Regions from separate parts of the Sus scrofa genome. Here region 1 is linked to region 2. Evidence: chromatin contacts called from public Hi-C data. All regions are on one chromosome and are shown on one strand. The core of a region is the stretch at or near the end of the contact, and the rest is flanking DNA. Distances in the headings are between cores, read along the strand shown.

Region 1 (2,700 bases), core at 122-2,621, 42 kb after region 2:
CAGCAAATCGTTCAGGGAGGAGCAGGCAGAAAAACTTGTTGCATTTGTCTTCTTGGCTTTTCCTTCCAGGTCATAGGAAGATCTAAAGTCCTATAAACCTCCTTACTCAGAATTCAGACCTTTCCCAACAAATTTGTTAAAATGCCTGTGTCATTTAATGACTGCCCATAACCATTCAAGGTTTTGGGACACCTTCTTGGGCTAGAAACCTGCAGGGGTTCCTACTTATGGTGACAGATGTTTCAGGCTTTGGGGAGATCTCAACCCTGTGCCTGCTTCCTGAGGCTGCTGGAGGAAGGTGCTCTGTTAAAAGGCTTAACTGTTGGCAGCAAAGCTAGTAATTCAAGGTTTGCAACATCTGTCACCACCACTAAGTTTTTCCACTGAGTTAGGAGCCCCTGCTATCTTTTCATTCACTTTTTTTTTTTTTTTTTTGGTCTTTTTGTCTTTTCTAGGGCCACACCCGCAGCATACGGAGGTTCCCAGGCTAGGGGTCTAATCGGAGCTGTAGCCTCCGGCCTACGCCACAGCCACACAGGATCTGAGCTGCATCTGTGACCTACGCCACAGCTCACAGCAACGCTGGATCCTTAACCCACTGAGGAAGGCCAGGGATCGAACCCGCAACCTCAGGGTTCCCAGTCGGGTTTGTTAACCACTGAGCCATGACGGGAACTCCTCTTCATTCACATTTTTAAAAAGCAAAGTCAACCTATACTCCTTCATTCAATTCACCCATGACTGAGCCACCACCAGTCCGTCCTGACTGCCCTTCCCCTGGGAGATGGAAGGTTGGCCAGACTTTGAACTTTCTGCAGCTGGTTTTCCATTCTCGTAGGGAGATGTGGAGCAGATAATTAGAGTGACAGTCCATCTATACAAATGGGGATCTGGGGCACTGTAGCTCATGCTTGCAGAAGCACCCTCCCACAGAAGGGAGATAAGGAAGGGCCCTATCCAATTGCCTGTAACAAAATAGATCAGCGCTTCTTTTCTACACAAGGAAAGGGGTCAACACGCTTTCTGAAGACCTCATTAGAATTCTATTTTGACTGGCGTGAACTCACTGAGCTATTTTGGAATCAAATCATGGCTGGGTGCCCAGCTCTCCCTCAGTGGCTTCACGTGGCTTTTCAAAGGGGAGGAGGTAGTGGAGGGAAGGGTCCAAACCAGCAACATGATCACTCAAAGTCCACGAGGGATCAGTAAATGCGACGTGCCTGAAGGGCAGGCCTTGGGCACATTCCTCTCTGGTAGACATTAACTTATTAAATCGACCCTGACTGCAAATATAAACTTTGCCCCCATCTCACCTGGCAACCATCAGAGGCGGGTTTGTCTATAAAAGGAAGTGGGAACTGTCTCTTCAGGCTCCAGCATCCCCCCCTCGATCAAGATGTGGCACCTTAAACTCTTTGCAGTACTCGTCATCTGCCTGTTGCTGGCAGTCCAGGTAAGGAAAGAAGGCTACACACATGGGTGTGGGTGGATGGTGGCGGTGGTGGAACTGTAAGCAGAACCTGAGAGCCAGACTCGGTCCTGAGGAAGAGTCCCTCTGCTCTGAGTCTACAGCATCCAGGGGGTGATCGTTCTTACAAGGTGTACAGCAGTGTCATCTCCAACATACCTGAGGTCAATCTGTCTTTGCCATTCAGGTCCACGGCTCCCCGATACCGGAACTGAGTTCCGCCAAGAAAAGGCCGAGGAGAATGACTCCATTTTGGAGAGCGGTTTCCCTCAGGCCCATTGGAGCCTCTTGCAGAGATGATTCGGAGTGCCTCACGAGGCTGTGCAGGTACTCCCCAAACCTGGGGCCTGGGAAGGGGGCAAGGGGCCTGGGAAGCTGGGCAAAAGAGAGAGCAGTGCACGCACAGACCTAAGAAGCAAACTGGGTTGGAGGACCGCCTGGGCTGAGCCTGGGAGCTCCACGGAGAAGACAAGAGTTAAGGGCCAGGAAGGGCTCCACACAGATACCACGAGAGAGTGCTGCCTTTTTCTCTGCTCCACGCTGAGATTGGGTATCAGCCAGAGGAAGGAAATGCAGCAGAGGTGGCTCTGGGCACTGCGAGACTTTTGTCTCCAATATCACTTTTTCTTTTCCCTTAGAAAAAGACGCTGTTCCCTAAGTGTGGCCCAGGAATGATGTAAATACCAGGGGGAGAGGACAGCACTTACCTGCGACAATGCTCCGTTCTATGGAATATTGGTTAACTGCATTTGACTGGAGACACTTAAGTGAAGCAACCTTGTGTTTTTAAAGACAGATGTATGCTTTAAATCGGTCTCCATTTCTTCTTAGAATGTTCATATGTAGATAAGCCTAACAACTTGTCAACTTAAGAGTTTATTTTTCTATGTGTACTATTATTTAAACTGTGGCAGCCTGGAATTCACACTTTTGAGGAAAAGGATTCATTTTGTGGAAGACAGGAAAACACCGCACTGCCTAATAACAATGTGCTAACTTCTTAATCTGGAACGTGCAGTGAGAGCATTTTTTTCAAGAAATAACCAACAGCAGGCTCCAGGCAAAAGTTTAGTAATAGCTAATGATCAGCCTTGCCAAGTTCATAAACTGGACGCTACTCCTTCACTCCATGTAAAGAACTCTCCAGGGAGGTACCAAAGATGGGGAATGCTTGCAACTCGCTACCTGATGATGTACCTCAGTCTGTTCATAAATAGAGGCAGAACTGGAAG
Region 2 (2,700 bases), core at 193-2,692:
TGCAGGACACACCTCTGCAGCATCTTTCTCAGTCAGAAACCTGGAGGCAGGGACCCCACACTGACCACAGTCACCAGGAAAGATGACCCTGGTTCTGCACCAGAGGAACAGTAGGGTGTTGGGGGGCAGGGATTAGGAGATGTGGTTTGCAAAAGAGGGTCAGAAGGTTCAAACTGAGGCTAAGTGGGAGGCCCTCTTCTTTCTTGGGCAGGATCTATGAAAGCTGCCTGCCCCCAGCTTTCATTCCCCAGAGGGGTCCATGTCTCTCACCTAGAACGTTTGGTCAGAAACAACGGTCTGCTGGTGGTTTCTGCTCCTTGGGGAACAGCCTGGAAAGGCAAGCAGATGGATGAAATGTTGCTCAGGTTTTCAGTCTTCCAGCTGCCCCCATCCCAAGCTGGCAACCCCCATCTTCCATACCTGCGGAATGGGCATGACCCCTCCTGAACTTCCCCACGGGGCCAAGACTTCTCCTGAAGCGCTCCAACTCCGACCGGCAGGTCTGTAGCCATGGCCGAGCCTCAAGGACCGGGGTTTCGGGTCCTCGATGTCTCGGGGCTGGGTCACAGGCAGCCACCTGATCTGGTGACCATCGAACTCCGCCGGGGTCCGCGGCTGCTCTTCCTGGGGCTCCAGCCTCCCAAGGCCTGAGCTGGAGCGGGCCTCCCCCGAACATTCCCTGGCCGGCGCACCCCCCTGACCCACGCGATCCAGCTTCCCCGGCTCGGAGAAGCACCACTTCCGCTGCTGGTTGGCCAGGCGTCCCCGGCCAGAGGTTCCCGGCCCGGGAGCCCCGGGGCGCGGCGGCTCCACTTCCCCCCGGGGTGGCTGAGCGAGGCGGAGCGCGGGTGCGCGGCGGAGGGCCGCACGGGGGCCGCGGGCCGCAGGCGGGCGGGCAGGCTCATGCGGAGCTCCTTGCGCTGGAAGGACGTCTCCCGGAGCACTCGCCGCTGCGCGCCCTGCAGCCGCTGGCGGTAGGCGGCCCGCGAGGCCGGCGGGCTGGGCGGCTCGGCGGCCCGCGCCGCGGCCTCCGCCTCGGCCGCCAGCGCGTACAGCAGCGGGGTGGCGTGGCGGCTGAGAGGCCCTGGGGTGCCCTGGAGCTCAGGGGGACGCGGCCCGCTGTGCGCGGCCGCCGCAGGCCGGGGCTGCGGGCAGGTGCGAGGGCCCGCGGCGGGCGCGGCGGGGGCCGGGCCTCCCCAGACCACGCGCACGTAGTCCCAGTCCAGGTAGGGGAGCGGGCGGGTCCCCGGCGAAGGTGTGCGCGGCTCCGGACCGCCGGAGGCGGCGGAGAAAGAGCCGTAGGCCGAGTCAGCGCGCGCAGACAGCCGCCGCAAGTCCAGGCTGCGAGTGGATGAGGCTGGGGAGGCGCGGTCGCCTCCAGGACCCAGGGCCTCCATGGCTCCGACGAGGGCCGAGGCTGGCCTGGAAGAGCAGACGTGGTGCGGTGGGTGAGGCGCTCCTGGGAAGGGTTGGGGCAGCCTGCTGGCCCCTCCATCACAGAGGGCCTGGTGCTTACACATCCTCTCTCTGGCCACAGGATCCTTGGCGCCAGCATTTGTCACCCCCTTAGTCGGGGCTAGCAAGGGCAGTAGGACCAAGGGAGCCACTATGGAGGGTGAGGGCCTTAGTTCACTTATTCTTGGCGACTAGCCCATTCCCCGCTGGGGCGCGCTCTTGGCTAGCAGCCCTGGCTCTACCCTGGCACCTTCTGGAGCGCTGCATGTACCCATACTCCTTCCCTCCCCCAGCCTGTCCCACCCAGGCTGCTTCCTGGCAGCTTTGTTAGCTTCTCCCTGTGATCTTTCCCTGATAAACAATGGTCAAGATCCGAGATCAAGTCCGAGATCGCAGGCCAACAAAGAAAGGAGGTGGGGGAGGCCGGGTCAGGTGGCAGGAGCAGCTTCAGAGCCTTCCTCCCTCCCTCTGGGCTGGTTGTGCTCCAGGTGCTTTCAATAAATATTTATCTTGACCCTCACAAGTGCTGTCTGCATTTTTACAGATGAGGACACCGAGGTTCTGAGGGAGAAATGATTTGCCCAGAGGCACACAGCTGGTAAGAGTCAGATCCCTGCCTGGAATCTGGGCCTGCCTCCAAACTTACTGCAGCCAGAATCGATTTCCTAGAAGCAAACCCTGCTGAAAGCCAGTTTAACCCCACCCACCCCCCAGATGCCTGAAGCCTCCAACAAAGCCCAGACTCCACTGTGGTAAATGGTGACCCCCCCTCCCCGCCGCTTCAAAATACTGGCAGATTCCTGGATAATATGTCCCCTGCTTGGGAGCCTCTGCCTTTTGTCTAGGAATGACAGGCTCACCGGTCTCTTTGTCCTGCCACTCTTGCTCCTACAGGGCTCAGCTTAGAGGTCTCCTGACCTTTCGGGTTCCCAGCGGTTCCTGAGCCTTCCCCCATCACAGCAGTCAACCCTACATTGATTGGCGGCCGTGTACTAGTGATTCAGTCTCCCCATGTCCACCCCTGAGCTTCCTGAGGACAGGCCCTGCGCTTACACATCTCTGTACCGTCAGTGCCTGGCAGGTAATGATGATAAATATTTGTTGAATGACAAGGAATGGAGCAGCCTTACAAGGAGTAGATGGGGGGTAGGAAGGAAGAGGGCACCTTTGCTTCTAGCCACTCTTCTCTCCCTACTTGTCTTTTCTGAGGAAGGGGACAGAATGAGTGAGGCAGTTGCCACCATG

What was found. A called contact is a pair of places that touch in the nucleus more often than the background predicts.
Region 1: a Hi-C map of liver shows a contact between it and region 2, with 5 times the contacts expected there. The contact joins the promoter of LEAP2 here to the promoter of SHROOM1 in region 2. A contact is called at or near these places in 2 of 5 promoter capture datasets (both in liver), 13 of 47 Hi-C or Micro-C datasets (adipocytes, embryonic fibroblasts, heart right ventricle and 5 more) and 1 of 2 datasets of contacts at active chromatin or transcription factors (skeletal muscle).

Annotation. Positions count from the first base shown.
Region 1 is chr2:135,193,080-135,195,779 of Sscrofa11.1, forward strand. It overlaps LEAP2 (liver enriched antimicrobial peptide 2), which reads left to right and starts at 1,372. Exons shown (of 3, transcript NM_213788.1): 1 at 1,372-1,453; 2 at 1,656-1,795; 3 at 2,107-2,389. The coding sequence starts at 1,397. The coding sequence ends at 2,143.
Region 2 is chr2:135,151,098-135,153,797 of Sscrofa11.1, forward strand. It overlaps SHROOM1 (protein Shroom1), which reads right to left and starts at 1,443. Exons shown (of 8, transcript XM_021084746.1): 1 at 815-1,443; 2 at 421-812; 3 at 271-329; 4 at 1-40. The coding sequence starts at 1,397. LOC102159960 (a long non-coding RNA gene) reads left to right here and starts at 1,353. Exons shown (of 6, transcript XR_002341904.1): 1 at 1,353-1,444; 2 at 1,538-1,615; 3 at 2,000-2,053; 4 at 2,350-2,700.